2 separate regions of the Mus musculus genome follow, and region 1 is linked to region 2. Evidence: chromatin contacts called from public promoter capture Hi-C data. All regions are on one chromosome and are shown on one strand. Each heading gives the region's core, a stretch centred on a gene start, on an enhancer-like site or on the middle of the called end of the contact. The rest is flanking DNA. Distances are from core to core; before and after follow the strand shown.

Region 1 (3,106 bases), core at 599-3,098, 360 kb before region 2:
GGTGCTTCTTATTCTCTGGCTTCTGCTGCCTCTGCTGACTGCACTGAACTGCACTGAACTGCTTGGACTCATGGAGGAACTCAACTCCACCGCACTGCATTCACTGCACTGCCCTCACTGCACTGCACTGCACTCACTGTACTGGCAGACTCTCTCTCTGAGCTGCTCTTAAATAGCTTCTCTCTCCTGGGCTGTTCTCCTGAGAGTTGGGCCTATCTCATCTCTGTCTCATTCTGTTAAATCTGTCTCTGATCCATCACTTTGTCTACCCCTCAATTATATGTCACTTTCAAATACAGCTGCTTCCTTCTACAAATTAATTTTACCTTAAAGTGTATGCTAAGGATGTGCCTGTGTTCCAGCCAGATCACACAGGTCTGAGTCTTCAGATGTGATCACTTGCAAGAGCAGCTATGTTTCTAGATTAAAATTCCTCTACAGAGGCTTCTTAAGATATGAATCTGTGACCTAACAGAGTTTTTGAAGACAGGCATAGTGGCACATAAGTGGCATAGCTCTTAGGAGACAGAGTCAGGCAGATCTCTGTAAGTTCCAGGACAGTCTGGTTTAGGAAGTTACAGGCCAGGTACATAGTGAGACCTTGCTTTGAAAAAAGCAAAAGAAAAGTTTATGAAAGTATAGGAAACATAGAAGCACTAATAAAAGTTTCATATTGGTATCATGCACTCAAAAGTTTGCTGTTTACACATTTATTGTCTGACAGCTGTCCTCTCCCTGCTCCATAAATGAGACATTATCTAATGTCCTATAGCAGATCAGGAGGTGTGCCAGGGGACTCATCAGGCTGTCACTTCTAGCTGGGGTATCATTGTGATGCTTTCTGGCAGAACTAATCAGGCAGAAGTGAGCAGAGTGGCAATGCCTGTCACTCCTGATTTACGGCCATAACTTCATTCATTCTGGTAGATGGTTTTTTAGTTTTCGGCAGAATGTGTCATGGGCACTTTTGCCTCTAATGGGTAATTTCTATGTCTTATTGTTTATTTCTACCAAATCTTTGAGCATTACTAAGCTTTATCACTTCATGTCAGAAGTAGACCCCTGCTCATATGTATAAACATCAACAGTGCCGCAGCTCAGTGTCAGATTTGCCTGGCTGAGTCAATTGCAGAAATGGGTATTATCAAGAACGGTAGCTTGTGGCGGTCAGTTTAGTAGCCCTGAGAAGTGGGGAGGTGCTTAGGCCAAATCACCATCCAAGAAGGAGGCCCCCAGGATCTGAATCTTATTTTCAGATTCTCTCATGCGCCTTGCTGCCTCTGAAGAAATCGTGTGTGGTTTTAAGCAACTGGTCATTGGAAAGATTCTCTGTATCTGTGAATCGCACTAGACCATTGCAATTGTCCACCATTCCCCGTGTTTGCTCCCCTCGGGGTGGTAGCTTAGTGTGTGTGTGTGTGTGTGTGTGTGTGTGTGTGTGTGGTCACATTCATGTGTAGCAAGAGGCCCAAGGTTGGTATTGAGACTCATCCTCCATCCTCTTCATTCTTCTGCCTTTCTCACTGAGGCAGGACCTCTCAGCTGAGCCGACAGCCTGGTAAGATGGCCAGTCTTGCTAACCAGCTTGCACTGACGAACCCCTGACTTTGCCTTCCAACACTGGGGTTACTGGAAGGCTGGCACACCCACCCAGCACTTGTGGGTTTGTGGGGCTCTGAACTCTGACCCTACCATTTATTTTGCATGGCATGAGCTTTAACCACTGAGACACCCCACCCCCCAGCCTTTGCCTCTAACATTTCAAGAGCCGCCATGCTTCTCAGTTTGCTCCTGTCTATATTGGGGATCCCGTTGGTTTTTTTACTTTTCAGTTCCCCAGGGCTCCTCAGCTAATAACTGAATAAGCATCTGTTGAATCACCTAGGGGAACGTTAACCATATTTGGCTTCCTTTTGGGTAAAGCATTTCCTCCTTTGGTTTCTCTGGTTTGTCATTGCCCTTTGTGAAACGTGACAACCAGAATTAAATATGTCATTTTATGCAAGGACTGAATATTTTCGCTTATCTAATCACAGCTTTATTTCTTTAGTAAGCCCTAAGAATCAAAAAAAAAAAAAAATTACTTGACACTGTTAGATCAAGCAAACCTTTTAAAATTCTTTTCATGTGGTTGCCTACTGTATCAAATATGCCTCAGTAATTTATGTAATTGATATTTTAATTATTTTTTTAAATTAGCACATAAAGGGGCTGCAGAGATGGCAGAGCAGGTTAAGAGATGGCAGAGCAGAGGAGTTTAAGAGCACTGGCTGTGGTTACAGATGCCTGTTTTCGGTTCCTAGCACCCAGCTATTACTCCCATTCCAGGATTAAAACCGAGTTAGAGAAGAGAGAGTTTATGTTGACTAAGGTTCCAGAAAGAGAGTCCAGAGGCAGGGAAGGCAAGGCGTGGAGCCTGGGGGCAGGGGCCATGTTTTATGTGTATGCAGGAGGGTAGGGGAGAGAGTAAGGCTATAAGCCCTCAAAGCCTCAGCATGGCTCTACTTCCTAAAGGTCCCACAACCTCCCCCAAACTGCGCCACTAACTGGAGACCAAATGTTCAAATACATAAGCCCATGGGGAACATTTCTCATTCAGAACAGCAGGCTGGAGGCAGAACACTTCAGTGATAAAAAACAAACAAACAAACAAACAAACAAAAACCTCTGTGTACAGAGAACTGAAGACACCCAGTGCTAAGGATTTCACTTGGTACCCAGAAGCCCCTGTCAGGAAGAACTGGGCACAGATTCTTAAGTTGGAGTTCAGGGTCACCCCACTGGCTCATTTTTCATGATTGGATACATAAACTATCACTCATAAGCTCATTGTCCTAGCTTCATGTCTTCTGCTGTGATTATAAAACACTCTTGCCAAAAGCACCCTGGGAAGGAAAGGACGTATTTGGCTTACAGCTCTATATATCGTAGTATGTCATTGGGAGACATTCAGGCAGGAACCTGAGCTAGGAGCAATGGAAGAACACGGTGGGTGTGCTGCCTCTGTGCTTAGTCAGCTTTCTTACATGTGCCAGGAGCATGGGCCACCGGGTGCTTCCAGATAGTTCCAAACCCTAAGTCACACTGAGGGCTCTAGTTAAAATCT
Region 2 (3,416 bases), core at 554-3,053:
AGAGAGAACTTATGTGTGAGAGCTTATGCGTGTATATATGTGCATATGTGTGTGTGAGCTTGTGTATGTGTGTGTAGGTGTGTGTGTGAGCTTATGTGTGTATATGTGTGTGTGAGCTTGTGTGTTTATGTGTGTATATAAGCTTGTGTATGTGTGTGTGTATATGAACTTGTGTGTGTATGTGTGTATATATGTATATGAGCTTGTATATGTGTGTTTATGTGTGACCTTGTGTGTGTGTGTGTGTGTGTGTGAGCTTGTGTGTATGGAGCAACTTTGGGGTGGAGGGAGTATGGTAGAGCAGGTGTGAAGTGACAGGTCCCAGAAACCCTCTTCATGCAGCAGCTATGACCTCTGAGTGTCTGCAGACACAGTTCTCCCTACCACCTCCAGACATACTGTGACAATACCACAGGGCCCTTAAGGTCAAGCCAGAGGAGTGAACTTTACCAGAGGCCACTACAGGTTATTTCTGCTCCCTCCCCTGTGTATGTGTAAATGTGTGTGTTATATTCAGTATGTGGTGTATGCACAGATACATGTGTGTGTATGTGTGTGTACACATGCATGTGTGTGTGTGTCCATGTGGAGCCCAGAGGTTATCACTGAGTGTCTTTCTTTGGTATCTTGCCATCTTTATTTGGGGTGGGGACAGGGTCTTACTGAACTTCAAGCCACTGACTTGCTTAGCCTGACAGGCCTCTGAGCTTCAGGGATCTGTGCGGCTCCGGTCTCCATCCCTCAGCACTGGCTGCCATGTCAGGTTTTCCCCAGGGGGTCTGGACAGCCACACTCAGAGCTTCTTGCCTGCATGGCAGACACTTTTCCGAGCTATCTTTCCAATCCATTATTTCCTTTCTTACCCAACCTTGGTTTCCTAAGATTCTGAAACCCCACCATCCTCAGGCCACCTCAGGGACAACAGACAGAAGCTCCTGTTACAGTGTCATTCCCCGTTCAGGCTGTGTGTCTTCCTGGAGTCTGCCTAGTCTATGGCCAGAGCTGGAAGCAACAGACACCCCTCCCCAACAGCTCTATAAGGTGGAGACCAGAAGAGGTGCCTGCAGGGTTGGCGTTTGATGAGGCCTCCTCTGAGGGCCATGTTTTGGGCTGGAAGAGGATAGCCTTCTAGAATCTTCTCATAGGCACTGTCCCATTAGTGAGGGCTCAATCTTCATGGATGAATTGTTTCCCAAAGGCACCATCAATAAACACGGCTGTTGGGTCAGATTTCCACATATGAATTTGGAGGCAGGGCAAGCATTCAGTGTATAGATGGGAGAACAGGTCTTACCTTTTGGCCTCTTCCTGGGATACTTAGTGCATTAGACAGATAGTGCTAGTCTATTAAGTCTCAGTGGCTCTCCACATGTAGTTGACATGGTACCTTAGAGACACTGTTTAAATTCAAATATGCTATTTCCAAAATGCCCCATCTTCAGGGAATTCTGATTACTTATCCTTCCATACCATCTAGACAGAGGTGCTAATGCAGGAAGCTCCAGGCGACTTGCTGACTAGGTGATTATGTCATCTCCGCATGGATGGAAGCTGCTTTTCACATAGTCTGTGCATGTCCAGGCAGATGAAACCATCGAGGCTAAGGGCTGGACCACAGAACTCTGCCTCCTTAAGCCTTGTGTTCAGCACAGGGCATCCCTCTACTCTGTTTGGATATTCCAGTAAATTCTCATGCAAATTCTGTGTCCGCCAGCTACTTGGATCAGCTGTGCAAGCCTTGTGCTCACCAGTCTGTCTCTTCCTGGTGCGTTAGAATGATGGTGGGGTCAAAGATGCACAGTGGAGCATTGTGGGTTCTCAGCTTTGAGAGCAGTCAGCCCCTATCTGTAATTGGTTCCAGGGAGACAGGAGACAGATACTGCTGGTTTGAGTCTCACTCTAGCTGGGTGACCATAAGCAAATTGCTTCTCAGTATTTATGCGGCTCTGTAAAGAGATGCATAACTCCTTTGAGAATAGTTGCTGGGATTACTTGACACGTCAGAACTACTGATACTGGAGTGTCTTCCTGCCCGAGTTTATTGGTCATGAACGTGATAGGAAGAGACAAGGTAAAGGGGAGGGGGGAGGGGAGGAAGGTTTCATTAGCATAATGGAGTGCTTCCCCTTTCTGTGGCAATGCTCCCTGCTCACCCCCTGAAGTACCACAGCCCCAGCTTCCTGTTCTCCCTGGTGGTAATTGGCCCTTAGCCACCACTTGCACCCCTCACCTGACTGTTGCAAACCACGTTTCCTCGATATCTCTCCATCTAGTCAGTTCTCACCTGCACATTTTTTTTTCTGGGTCAGAGGCTCATGCAGGAGTGGGTCGCTATCTGTCTATCAGGAGGTGGCTTTGCTCTGCATGAGGTCATTCAGCAAGGCTTCAAGAACCTTGGTAGGCTCCCTAGTAACAGACACCAAGGTCTGAAGGCCACCCTGTCTTCTTCGCTTTTTATATGGAGAGCTCCCAAGTGACAGCTCTGCTGCGGACATCTTAGTTCTTCAGGGCTGTCACCCAGTCTTAACTATGCTGGCACTGGCTAGTGTCCCTTGTACCCTTGGAGATCAAGGGCATGAAGCAGGTCCTCTGAGGGAGCAGGGAGGTCAAGGCTGCCCTGTAACCTTGGGCACCAGTTGCTACAAACGCTGTTCATGTTTCTAGTATGGAAAGAATTGTGCTAACTGCCATTATCTGCCCCTGTTGCTTGCTCTGTGCTGAGGGAAGGTCTGAGCCAGTAACAAGTGCACATTCATTGAATTGATGGAGTAAAATTTTAAACTAACACATTCCTGCCTCACAGAGAAACAGTATCTTCTGCTATTGCTGTTTCGAGACAGGGTTTCACTATGTAGCCCTGACTGGCCTGGAACTCTCTAAGTAGACCAGACCAACCTCAGACTTACTGAGATCCTCCTGTCTCTGCCTTCTGAGTGCAGGGATTTAGGGTTTGGGCCTGATGTCCAGCTTAGTAATTATTTCTTATTGCTGACCGACCATTTCCAGGCTGGGTGCAGTAATGAGGAATTTACACAGGGAGGGGATTCCTTCAACTGCCTCTCTCAAACCTGTGAGAATCAGTATCCTCTTTATATAAGAAATATTTTGGTATGATACTTTACTAGTATAGCGAGATATAAGGTACAATATGCAAAACATATGAAACTGAGGAAGAACGAAGACCAAAGTGTGGACACTTTGCTCCTTCTAGAATTGGAAACAATCACCCATGGAAGGAGTTACAGAAACAAAGTTTGGAGCTGAGACAAAAGGATGGTCCATCTAGAGACTGCCATATCCAGGGATCCATCCCATAATTAGCCTCCAAACGATGACACCATTGCATACACTAGCAAGCCTTTGTTGCAAGGACAGTGATATAGCTGTCCCTTGTGAGACTAGGCCGGGGCCTAGCA

Evidence for each region. Promoter capture Hi-C pulls out the DNA fragments that hold promoters and counts their contacts.
Region 1: a contact with region 2 is called in a promoter capture Hi-C map of the HPC-7 cell line. The contact joins two enhancer-like sites. A contact is called at or near these places in 8 of 39 promoter capture datasets (the C10 cell line, the HPC-7 cell line, cranial neural crest and 5 more), 1 of 15 datasets of contacts at CTCF or cohesin (the NIH/3T3 cell line), 2 of 484 Hi-C or Micro-C datasets (bone marrow-derived macrophages and nephron progenitors), 2 of 115 datasets of contacts at active chromatin or transcription factors (the 230-238 cell line and large pre-B cells) and 1 of 9 other capture datasets (adipose tissue).

What each region holds. Positions count from the first base shown.
Region 1 is chr6:146,190,858-146,193,963 of GRCm38.p6, reverse strand. All of the region lies in intron 46 of Itpr2 (inositol 1,4,5-triphosphate receptor 2), which reads left to right. Among named protein-coding and RNA genes, the nearest start is that of Gm35707, 5.0 kb to the left of the region's middle. Within about 2 kb of position 1,848, at least 9 of the 459 cell types and tissues checked have an H3K27ac peak or open chromatin away from gene starts, as enhancers often do. A contact at or near this core is called in the HPC-7 cell line, where this site is marked.
Region 2 is chr6:145,834,303-145,837,718 of GRCm38.p6, reverse strand. No RefSeq gene overlaps it. Among named protein-coding and RNA genes, the nearest start is that of Gm38927, 6.4 kb to the left of the region's middle. Within about 2 kb of position 1,803, at least 34 of the 459 cell types and tissues checked have an H3K27ac peak or open chromatin away from gene starts, as enhancers often do. A contact at or near this core is called in the HPC-7 cell line, where this site is marked.